Regions from separate parts of the Arabidopsis thaliana genome. Here region 1 is linked to region 2. The links are chromatin contacts, called in public capture Hi-C maps. All regions are on one chromosome and are shown on one strand. The core of a region is the stretch at or near the end of the contact, and the rest is flanking DNA. Distances in the headings are between cores, read along the strand shown.

What was found. Capture Hi-C pulls out chosen DNA fragments and counts their contacts.
Region 1: a contact with region 2 is called in a capture Hi-C map of seedling, with 2.6 times the contacts expected there. A contact is called at or near these places in 4 of 26 Hi-C or Micro-C datasets (callus, root and seed embryo) and 2 of 3 other capture datasets (root and seedling).

What each region holds. Positions count from the first base shown.
Region 1 is chr3:16,526,467-16,532,849 of TAIR10.1, forward strand. It overlaps TCP16 (TCP domain protein 16), which reads left to right and starts at 4,713. Exons shown (of 1, transcript NM_114384.1): 1 at 4,713-5,210. The coding sequence starts at 4,713. The coding sequence ends at 5,210. It overlaps LOX2 (lipoxygenase 2), which reads left to right. Exons shown (of 7, transcript NM_114383.3): 2 at 1-464; 3 at 569-654; 4 at 990-1,100; 5 at 1,187-1,488; 6 at 1,642-1,908; 7 at 2,008-2,886. The coding sequence ends at 2,767.
Region 2 is chr3:16,435,963-16,442,524 of TAIR10.1, forward strand. AT3G44980 reads left to right here and starts at 5,061. Exons shown (of 5, transcript NM_114367.1): 1 at 5,061-5,069; 2 at 5,177-5,319; 3 at 5,599-5,677; 4 at 5,794-5,947; 5 at 6,009-6,136. The coding sequence starts at 5,061. The coding sequence ends at 6,136.

The DNA of each region.
Region 1 (6,383 bases), core at 3,463-5,962, 90 kb after region 2:
TACCAAGTTTGAGCGCATTTACGACTATGATGTGTACAACGATGTTGGTGACCCTGACAATGATCCTGAACTTGCTCGTCCGGTAATTGGAGGCCTCACACATCCATATCCAAGGCGTTGCAAGACCGGTCGAAAACCTTGTGAGACTGACCCCTCTTCAGAGCAACGCTACGGGGGAGAGTTCTATGTACCAAGAGACGAGGAGTTCTCTACAGCCAAGGGCACTTCATTCACAGGCAAGGCCGTACTGGCAGCTCTTCCCTCCATCTTCCCTCAGATCGAGTCTGTTCTATTGAGTCCCCAAGAACCTTTTCCACACTTCAAGGCCATACAAAATCTCTTTGAAGAAGGCATTCAGCTTCCCAAGGATGCTGGCCTCTTACCTCTGCTCCCCAGAATCATCAAAGCTCTTGGCGAAGCTCAAGATGATATTCTCCAGTTTGATGCCCCAGTTCTCATTAACAGTACTTACGAACCTCTATCCTTTTTCTCATTTTAGTATTTCAATTTTCTGTACTGTTGAGACTACAACTAAACTCACTTTCTAATATCATTCACATTGATTCAGGGGATAGATTTTCATGGTTACGAGACGACGAGTTTGCTCGCCAGACACTTGCCGGCCTTAATCCTTATAGCATTCAGCTAGTTGAAGTAAGCTACATACTAATAGTTTATGTTCTGTTTTTTCCAATAAAGAAATATCTCTTAATGTCTAAAAGTTGTTGCTAGTAAAACATTTGGAAAAAAATAAAAACTGGTTTTAAAGTTAAAAACCCGAGGTAACGTTAGGGCCTCTCCAACGGTACTCTAAATCCTACTCGAAGTAACATTACTTGTTAATCTTATTTTAGAGTATACTTTTTCTTAATATATAAAGTTTAAAATTCATTTGTGGGAGAAGTATAAGAATGATGATGATTTAAATAAATATGTATTAAATCATTGGAAATGGTTTAAGGATGTCAATAATATTTATTTAATTCCAGGAGTGGCCGTTAATAAGCAAACTAGACCCGGCCGTTTATGGTGATCCCACCTCACTCATTACTTGGGAAATTGTGGAAAGAGAAGTTAAAGGAAACATGACAGTTGATGAGGTAAGTTAATAATAACATGTTTTTGAAAAAAAAACGCATATGACGGATTATTTGCTTAATGAATTATATTATATATTTGTATGCAGGCTCTAAAGAATAAGAGATTGTTCGTGTTGGATTATCATGATTTGCTTCTACCATATGTGAACAAAGTGAGAGAGTTAAACAATACCACATTATATGCTTCTAGAACACTATTCTTCCTCAGCGATGATAGCACATTGAGGCCTGTTGCCATTGAGTTGACTTGTCCACCAAATATCAACAAGCCCCAATGGAAACAAGTCTTCACGCCAGGCTATGATGCTACGTCATGCTGGCTATGGAATCTTGCTAAGACTCATGCTATCTCTCATGACGCCGGTTATCATCAGCTTATTTCCCATTGGTATTGGAAACACACTCTTTATTTCAAAATAGATGATCCTCTCATATATGGTTTTTTCTTGACAGAAAAAGTAGTTTAAATTTTTGGTACCTAATACTTTATACATGCATGTGAAATATCACTAACTAGGAAAGAGATGTATAAATTTTACAGGTTGAGGACTCATGCCTGTACGGAGCCATACATAATAGCGGCAAATAGACAACTAAGTGCCATGCATCCCATTTATAGGCTTTTGCATCCTCATTTCCGCTACACCATGGAAATCAACGCTCGTGCACGCCAAAGTCTTGTCAACGGAGGTGGAATCATTGAGACTTGTTTCTGGCCCGGGAAGTATGCATTAGAGCTAAGTTCAGCCGTCTATGGTAAACTATGGAGGTTTGACCAGGAAGGCTTACCCGCGGATCTCATCAAAAGGTGTGTTTGTGTTTTTTTTCCTATATGTTTAAATATTACAACCACAATTACATTAAAAATCTAATCAAATCTTTTTCCATTAAAATTTTCCGCCATAAGGGGGTTGGCTGAGGAAGATAAGACCGCAGAACATGGAGTACGTCTGACGATACCAGACTATCCATTTGCAAATGATGGTCTAATATTGTGGGATGCAATTAAAGAATGGGTGACAGACTATGTGAAACATTACTATCCTGATGAAGAACTGATCACATCGGACGAGGAACTCCAAGGATGGTGGAGTGAAGTGCGGAACATAGGCCACGGAGACAAGAAAGACGAACCTTGGTGGCCTGTCCTCAAAACACAAGATGACTTGATTGGTGTGGTAACTACGATTGCATGGGTCACCTCAGGTCACCATGCAGCTGTAAACTTTGGACAGTACGGATATGGAGGATACTTTCCCAACCGACCAACGACAACAAGGATAAGAATGCCAACGGAAGATCCGACAGATGAAGCCTTAAAAGAGTTCTATGAGTCGCCAGAAAAAGTGTTGCTTAAGACATACCCATCGCAGAAACAGGCGACCCTAGTGATGGTCACGTTGGATCTTTTATCAACACATTCACCTGACGAAGAGTACATTGGAGAACAACAAGAAGCATCTTGGGCCAATGAGCCTGTTATCAATGCTGCATTTGAAAGATTCAAAGGCAAGCTCCAATATCTAGAAGGAGTGATAGATGAGAGAAACGTGAACATTACTCTAAAGAATAGAGCTGGAGCTGGTGTTGTTAAGTATGAGCTTTTGAAGCCTACCTCTGAGCATGGTGTTACCGGAATGGGTGTTCCTTATAGTATTTCTATTTGATCTATGCATTTTCTTTCTCAAAAATGCTTTCATTAATTTTCTGTATCTCTGTCTTCTTGATAAAATGAATAAAACAAATGCTCCTTTGTCTCCTATATTAATCTCAAACAGATAAAGCTGAAAATCCCAAAAACCTCTTAGTAATTCAAAAAAAAAAAAAATAGCTGAAAAGCAAATCTCTATTTGATCAATTAATTCGAACGCTCAATAGTATGTAAGAAGTCATTTACACAGTACCTCGGTAAGTGTTTGAGGGTTAAATATTTGTTGAATTTTTAACATCACACTAATTTAGAGTATAATCTAAATTATAAGGTATACGTATGAAATCATAGCTCAATGATGATAGAATTCGTTAATTATTCTCGTAAAAGTGAATATTTGATTTAAAATGAGTCAAAATATATTTGATTTGACGAATTCTAAAAGTGTTCCGCTTGAGTTATAGAAACATGCTCAAAATGATGGTGATGACTTTTTTTTAGTTCTTTATTTGAAAAGTCAGTTTGGAAATGAAAACAGTAAGGCTGACCAAACAATATACAGTATGTTATCCAACTCTTATCCGTTTTAAGAAAACAAAGTATGTGTAAGAGTCGGGTAATATGATATCAGGTTATTTCTAAACCATCTGTCTTGTAACCCATCATTTTACTTGGATATATTTTCTTACATACAAATAATTTATTATAATAGTTTAGACATGTCAATTGGACTAGTCCAGTCTGACAAAGTCCAGAAAATTCGAATATATTTTATTTAGTCTGGTTCGGTTAGTAAAAATTTTGAAATAAAAAAATTTGAACTTATATTTCAAGATCTGGTAATAACAGGGACAAGACTTTTCCAGGTTTTTTATGTTTTTCTTTCCAGAAAAAAACAAATTTATAATTTATAATATTTCTGAAAGATGGATATATGAACAAAACAAATCAGTTGAAATTTAAATAACCATGAAAGCCAGTTTATTTTCAAAAAAAAAGGTTTAAAATCAAAAAAAATAATCTAATTTTTTTATTTAAACTCATAACAAATAAAATATAAAATCAGAAGATTTTAATCTAGACAGTCGAGCCAAGATTTGTTTTTTAGATTTATAGTAAGGCACAATTGAAAAACTAGGTTTAGGGTTTTCAATACTATTAAAAAAAACAAAAACAAATATTCCAATTAAAGAAAAATATTAACAAAAGAAAAGTAAAAAAAAAAATTAAAATTTTTTTAGGCCGGCTTGAATCTGGTGGGATTAAGCCTCAAAAACTTTTTATCCCGAATGGGTTAGCTTAAGGGAATTTTCTGGATATATATTTTTAAGTCTGAATCTCTATTTTCAGAATTGATAGTCCGGGGAATTTGACCCTAAATGAAATATAGTTTGATAAATAAACAAATAGACAATATCTGAAGAACAAATTAACCGTCCAAAAAAAAATATGCGAACTCCTATCCAAACACCTAGTTTAAAAATAACAATATAATATTTTAAATAACAATGTTGGAATATCATTAATTTCTAAGGAAAAAAACTAAAACCTTAACTTTAAAAAAATTAAAATAGGATAAAATAGGACTATACTTGTACAGTTGTATCAGTAAATAATAATTTCTGTAAACTGCCAGAAGAAAGGTTTATTTTCCTTTTTTTAGTGGACCTATCAATTAATTATTCCAATATAACTTCTTTTTTTCAGGTCCACTAAATATATTTTCTATACTACATATTATATTACATGATAATATTTCATTCTCAAATATACCTATATAAATTTAAGATTTCTTCTATTTACCAATTAGTTTAATTATTAGTTTGTTACACCATTATTGTTTTCCATACATAACATAAATAGAAATAGAGTTTTCTGTAACGTTTCTATATAATCCAAGTGAAACAAACATATTTTCCACTTCCATTTACAAAAGAAAAAGAAAAAAAAAACAGAGAAAAATGGATTCGAAAAATGGAATTAACAACAGCCAAAAGGCAAGAAGGACTCCAAAAGACCGCCATTTGAAAATTGGTGGCCGTGATCGTCGCATTCGGATCCCGCCGAGTGTTGCTCCCCAACTATTTAGATTGACAAAAGAACTCGGCTTTAAAACCGATGGTGAAACTGTCAGTTGGCTCCTCCAGAATGCCGAGCCTGCCATTTTCGCAGCCACGGGACATGGTGTCACCACCACCTCCAATGAAGATATCCAGCCAAATAGGAATTTTCCTAGTTACACCTTTAATGGTGATAATATTAGTAATAACGTTTTCCCTTGTACGGTTGTAAATACTGGTCATCGTCAGATGGTGTTTCCGGTTTCTACAATGACAGATCATGCACCTTCAACTAATTACAGTACTATTAGTGATAATTACAATTCCACCTTTAATGGTAATGCTACCGCCAGTGATACAACATCAGCAGCAACAACAACAGCCACAACCACAGTTTGAGCTTGTGAAGGAGGAGACGGCGTCGCTGAGAAGGCCAATTTGGAGTCTTTAAAATAAATATTGGAGATTTAAGAGTGTTCAGTTCTGGACGTTTTAGTTCGTTTCTGTTTGCTTTTTCTTTCCTCTTCATGTTTTTCAGTTTGAGAGTTGAACTAGGGTTTGTTTTAGTTCGATCGGTATCCATTTGTCTTTTTTTCTTGTATGCTCATGTTTTTTTAAGATGAATAATAATACCTAAAATTAATTATAGATGTAATTTAAAACTGTTTGTCCATGTTTGAAGTTTAGTAGAGAATTTGATTTCAACAATGGATTAAATTAAACTCTTCACAACAAATTTGATTCATTTTTTCTTTTTTGGACACGAACAATTTCGTTGGTATTCTAGAATAAATAATTCTGTCATAATATTTACCGAAACATAACTTTTATGTACAGTTATTTATTTCCGTTTTCTAATTTGTCAAAATTCGTTTGTCTTTCGAACCTAAAGGTTCCAACGGTTATGAAAACATTAATTAAAAACGGATATCAAAAACTATAATATAAATAAATTAAAGAGATAATAAAAGGAACAATTGAGTAAGAATGTGGTTTTATATCTGTTAAAGAAATTTCCAGCTCACACTTAGCTGGACAATAATTATTTAAGATTTGTTTCTGTATTTAGCTTCATACATCTATTTTAATATTTCTTAATACACAGATATATATTTTAATATATATATATATATATTATTTTCAAGATTCTCAAGGAAAAAAAAAGAAAAAAAAAAGGAAGGAAAACTAAATCTAAAGAATAAGAAACTAATTTTTGTGTAAATAAAAATTACTTTAATAAACTTTTAATAGTTTTCCCTTAAATTCTTTTACTTTATAGATTGGTTAATATGTATTTAGAGAAAAATACTATTTAACCTTTATTTAGATTAAAAAAAAAAACTTGAGTAAGAAAATGGTTTAAAATTCTTAAAGAAAATTCCAGCTCACTTTAAGCTAGAAAAAGAGATTATATAGTTTATAGTATAAAAATAAATTTAATCATACCATGTTTAATAAAATTTGAAGAAAAACTTATTTTCTTTTTCCATGAATAACAAGATTTTTCTTAACAATTAAAATTTCTTTTAGCAACATATATTAATACTTTAGTTTTCTGTTTTTTTGTTGGAC
Region 2 (6,562 bases), core at 3,811-6,310:
GTGATTTGTCGTACATGATTTTTTTTATTTTTATTTTTGAATAGAATGTTAAATTAAATTCAAAAGAAAGGTATAGCGTTGTTACAACTAGTGCAACTTTTTTAAAAATTTACAAAAGAAAAAAACAGAGATTCTTGATCTAGCTTATGTTCCTCAGAGCGAGACAGAGTTGGAATCTCCTATCGTATCTGTGGTGGCCATTAGCTTTAAGTACCGAGAGCTGATTACGGATGAGTTTATCAATCCACGAGACTAAACGACTTGCTGAATGTGGTGGTGTGCCATGCTTTCGATCATTTCTCTCCCGCCAAATAGAGTGGATCGAAGCTTGATTAACATGATTTCGACCAATAAGAATTTCTTTGTTTTCCCGACAAAAATCTCTCCTTAATTAACTAGTCTCTGCTCAACAACAATCTCAATTTAATTAGTGTGCGTATTCCCATTTCCTTGTGGATTTTTTCAATTGTACTAAAAGTGACTCAATCGTGCACTTGTGGTTAAACAATTCAAGTTTAAAACTTGAGCTATCATACATCGACGGTTTGGAGTAACCAACATTTTTCATATCTACATCTGAAGTAGCTTAGCAAATAGTATGATTGGAACCGTTGGCTGGGAGGGTCACAATAGTAGAGGCCTAGAGGGTAAGGGAGAGTTTGGAGGGCCCGACCGTGAAGTAGATCCCTTGGCTTTCATGGAGCCTGGAGACAAGTGGAGGGGCTCTCTCGTGCTTGTTCCTCTACATCTTAAGATAGCATAGATGTGGTAGGTTTCATCATCATAATTTAGTGGTGACATGTGTAGGGGCTCTCTCCTACACCAATTTCTCAACTAATATTAATTGAGAACACCATTCACTATCTACCATATTAATTTGATAGACAATTAGCCTATATTTGTTTGTAAATAATATCATGATATTTTAAAATGTTGTGATTGAATTGAACATGAATTGGTTAGTTAAATTAGATATTATGTAGATAAAACGTGACTGGTTTAGGGTGATGTGATATGGTTCAAATTATTTTAAAACTTCTATCTCAAATAAGAGATCAATTGTAGTATTTAATGAAAGAATATGCGGAATTATAGTTTGGAAAGAGTAAGAGAATCATGAAGAACAAGAGAGATTTGTGATGGGAATAACCAAAACATATTACTAAAATTGGTTAGTTACCTTTGTGTGTTTACACTGTATTTAAGGACACACAAAGGGAACATAGCCGTTTACACTTAACATGCGAATGAAAGAGATATGAGGGAAGAGATTCCTTGGTCTTAATGGTGAGAGCGGCTGGTCCTTGGTTGACCATGTCGCTAAGACCACTCGTGAGTCCTCTTCAACGGCTACAAAAGATATTTGTGTGCCTTCACTCATTCTAGAAGCTCCCCATAGGCTTCTTAGGAGTTCGGCCCAACTCCTTGTAGCTCATGCACAATACTAGGCCTTTTCTTTTTATTTGTACGGATGGATGCTCTTATTAAGTCTTGATCAATATTTAAGGGTCGGATTCCACAAACTTCTTTTGTTCACACAATGAGCTAAGTATCAAGATTAAGCTAGAAGAGTATAAAAAAATAAAAAGAAAATAAAGTAAGCAAATAGCAGGTTGATTGGTTGCAAATCAAGATAACAAAATGTCAGGTTTAGGGTATTCTCAGGAAACAAATGATTAGTAGATCTAAATATAGATAGGTTGTTATCGAACCGTTCTTAAACTCAAACTCTAATATCAGAATAACCGGTGATGTTCCGTGAAACTCACTATGCCTAGAGCTAAGATTCTCAGTGATGTGCCGTGAAATCCTAAACCTAAACATGCATGCTAAATGAGTTCAATAAGTTCACCTTAGTAGATAGGCTGATTCTTATTACACACCTATAAACCATGCTCATCAAATAGTAGTTCTGGTACCAGATACCTATGGTGGGTATATATATTATCTTGAATCAAGTTCTAGTTAATTACTCTAGAACTAGCATTAAGAACAACTAAAGATGAAGAATCGTACAGATAACCTACAGATAACCTAGCAAGGGGGCAATCTACTAAATCATATGAATCCCTAGTGAGAAACCCTAACCCTAACAAGCAGACTGCTCAGACATGATGGATGAGATAAACAGCATATATGAATAAGAAAGCATAAACAAATTAATAGAAAGAAGAGTTAAAAAGATCTCTTCACTGTTACTGAAATCTGATGAAACTCTGAAAACAAGGGATGAATAGCTTATGAAAGTACTTTGGAAATAACTTGGTTGCTAGAAAACTTGATAAAAAGCTTGATAGGTCTAAACAATGACCTTTAAAACAATATATATGGCATAAAAAAACGTGTAGAGACTAGTAATGAAAATAGGGAAGTCTTATGGGGCAAATTTTCAAATTTTCAAACTTAAAAGCGTCATGAACTTCTCTGGGCCGCAACTGGTATCGATCGACACCAAGAGTGCGTCGATCGACACTCTCGACTAGATCTGAAAGTGAATTCGTCCTTTAGCTTCTTTTCTTCAACTTTTGCTCCAAAATGTCTTCTCATCTCCATTGTTGTTCCTCTCCATTGAATACCTAAAAAAACTCTAAAAAAACTCTAGAAATAACAAAAAGACTCAAAAACTTATATCTAAAACATAATAAAAACAGTAAAAATAGGGTTATATCATGATGCCACCTATGTAATTGTTTACGTCTCTTTCTCATGGGCCAAGAGAGTGTTATGTGAGGTTAGTGGCTGGTCAGCTTTGGTTGCGCTCTCTTTAGTCAACGACATCAATATTGATATTTTTGGCTGTTATCTTCAACCTATATTTATACTATCTTTTGTTTGTTATGGAGTATTTATCGATTTTTCACGATCTTGCTAGTTACACTTTTTTTTATTTAGTGAATGTAAAATTTATTCAACTAAAACACCTTTATTACAATAAATGTATCTTTTTGAAAATCGAACGCTGGTTTGAAAAGTTTTGAAAAAAAATAGAGTTTTAGTTTTCTGAGTCGAACCATATCTTAACATTTTCATGTTTGTGTAGATCAAAGAGATTGATAGAGGAAATTTTATTGTGTAACAAGCGATCGAGAGACTTGATCAGTTGATTTGGTGCATTTGTGATCACACCATGTATGCGTATGTTCCGTTCCAATCAAAGTGAGTGGATAGTTGCTTGGAAGAGAAGCCTTAGAATAAAACCAATATTGCCTTTGAAAGTAGAGCCTTAAACCTCCATAAAACTGTTTGTGTAACTCCTTTGAAGTAGTCGACGAATTAGCACCTGCCAAACACGTGAAGAGAATGTACAAGTGAAGAATAAGTGCTCCCAAGTCTCCATCGAAGATTGACAAGAAACACACAATGGATTTAATCACTTGTTCCAATATGATATACACTCACCAGTGGTAAGCTTATTATTTGCAGCGAGCCAAAGCAAGAACAAGTGTTTCTAATTTTCTTGTAGTGAACAAATGAGGGTCTGACCGCAGATAACAAATTTACATGACTATAGAAGACACTTATTTAAATATCATGAATTATTATATTCTCTTGTTTCAGATTTCATATCGTTTAAAGTTTCTTCATACATTTTTTTAAAAAATCGTTTGTATCCTTCATCAAGGTATTGTATCATTTTCTTTACCCGATGATACATTAACATAATAGAGATAAAATTATACTTTATAAAAAAAAAACTATGCATTGAAAATATAAAAGGTTTTTTAGTAATAATAAGACCCCTCAACTAAAAATGGATAGTAAGAAAATTTATCAATTATTTATTTAGTGAAAAATTCCTTAACTTAAAATATGCTAATAATTTCTTTAAGAAATTTATCAATTATTTATTTCGTGAAAATTGGACAGACTATTGTCAAAATAAAATGCAACACTTTTAATTGTCTCTAAGGTTGATGTCGAATTCTATGCCTTTTAGAAAAGAATGTCTAGATTCGCCCAATTGTTTTAAAATGGTGTTAATTTAAATTTAGTAATTTGGCTTTATGGTTTAACAACTCGTATGAACCATTTGCATGTTTTAACAAGATTGTATTATATTCTCAAAAAATGTTTTACGATGGATCGTGTATGCAAATATAAAAAGCGATTGGACAAGTTTAAATAGACAATTTATACTAGATACATTATTTGTTGATTTTTCTTTCAATTTGTAGAGATATTTTATCTTCAAGACAATAGGTTGATGCCATGAGAATATGACCATATGGTCATTAGCGCGTGGACATTAAATATGTGTTTGTATAAGAATTTCTGGAATTATAGAAAAAAGTGATACACATGTCCTCAAGGGCATAATCTCACGATGATAAGTTGTTTGCTTGATCAACATTTTGTGGCCTTAATTAGAGAAGATGTAGATGGTGAAAAACCGAGATGAAGGCATACAAAGTAGCTAGAGAATATAGCGACCACACTCATGACCAATTTCCTTCCATATCTTGAAGTATGAGTTATATAGACAAGAGTTAAATGTGATAAGCATAGAGTCTATATATGATTCTCTACGATTAACTATCTATGCTTGTGAAGATTCATGATATGATTGGGTAGAGAAATAATGTGGTTACTATTGTTTGAGGAATTGAAGATCTCATTATCTTGTCTCGTGTTGTGACAATGATGTTTGTCCATAATACAATGTTCATTATAAATTTGGTTGAATGTTTCCAAACACAAAGTGGATATTTTAAGAATGACTAAATGATATATAATGATGTGAGTGCCCATACACAAGTAAATATTAGTCAAAGAAAAATGTACCTTTTACTTTTAATTAATGATTGTCATTCATATATAAACTTGTTGCTAAACTTCAACCGGTCAACATGAGATGGTCAAGAAACACATGTTGCTAAACTTCGAGTCTAAACACAATTTTGTAAATATGAATCAGATCTTTACATATTCTGATAAAAACATTAATCGTTCATAAATTTAGGGCACGAACTTTCTTATTCTGTTTTCACATTTGAATTTTGGTGGCGACGAACCTCATTCTACTTCCACATCAGATCCAAAAGACAAAAACAAATTCCAAGATGGCGGAGGTGCGTCTCTGTTAGCAACCTGAAATTATTCATCTCTTTTCTAGAAGAATTAGTAACTACATTTTTACAAAATTTGATAATAAAAAATTATTGAAGAGTTACCGTAGCTGGGATCGTCGGGCAAAAAATCAACCCTTGCATCGATTGCTAATAAGATGTATCAATTTGCTCGTAAAATTGAGGAAACGGATTTTTTTCTCTCATCCCCAAACTCATATAAAGATTCGATCGACTACACGTCTTTGAAAAGGTTTGGTTATATCTCTATAACATTGTTAAAAAACAAAAAAAAATTACTTTTTTTTGAATACCAGGAGGTTTTGGGCCGAACCCCGTAATCCCCCCAGACCCGAAACCACATCATATATAATACTAGTTTTGTCCCGAGCGTCACTCGAACCGGAGACCTTTAAGCTTCGCCTAGAGTCTTTACCAATTAAGCTAACGACATTTGGTAACATCGTTAAAATTGTACTCAACCTATACGTAAAAAAAATTGAAATCAATCGATGGACAAATCAGATTAAAGGTTGGAAGCGCGGCGGCTACGGTGGAGAGATACAGATCGCGCCATTGCAGCAGACATCTGTAATATAGCAAGAGTCAAGGTGAGCAAGAGGATCCGGTGCGGAGGATGAAACCACTGCTGATGGTTTTGCAACAGATCGATAGAGAAGACTTGGGGAGCAAAGAGGTCCCGCGGATCTAGTGACGATATGGCGAGGGAGACAAGTCTCAGAATGGAAAAATTGAGCCCAAGTGGAGTCGAAAGATTCATCCACTGTTGTCTTTGAATCGCAAGGTGTGGGCAGAGAATGAACTCCGTCGGAGAGCACTGCTTCAAAGAGGGGATTCAATAGCAGAGAAAAGCTCGATAGGTTTGGATTAAAAGGATTGCAAAAGAGAAAAATTAGATGGAAATGAAGCTTTAGATGGAAGGTAAACGAGACAGCTCGAGATATGAGAGAGAGGTTCCTACGCCGGCGAGCTTCAGCTCTACCGGCGTCGGAGAAGAAATAAGAGATAGCTTCTTCGATAATAGTGTCAGAGAGTTGAATGGGTACTAATATCCAATTTTTCTTCAAAAAGATGAAATAAATATCTTTACTTTTAAAAATGCATATATTGAATAAACTTATATTGAAAGTGCGAACAAACCCTAAATTAATCTTTGTTATTTCTTTTATTAGGTTGGAATTACGTGGTTGATTATGGTTAGAGTATATGTATATCGGTTGTAATGTATGTGTGACGTTAACGGGCTTTGAGCCCATCTCACATGACTCGTAGAGTGTCTGTAATATATAGGGCTATCTACGAGTCCCTTACTTTGTATGTTCTGAATGGAGTATTTCTTTGTTAATTGCGAATATACTGAGTTTTACTTTATTTAGTTATAAATCTTGTGATTTGTTTGACAAATTGGTTTACACATATTATACTCTCTTTCGTGTTAGATGATCTGATTGAGAATACTTTGGCTAATTGGTTTC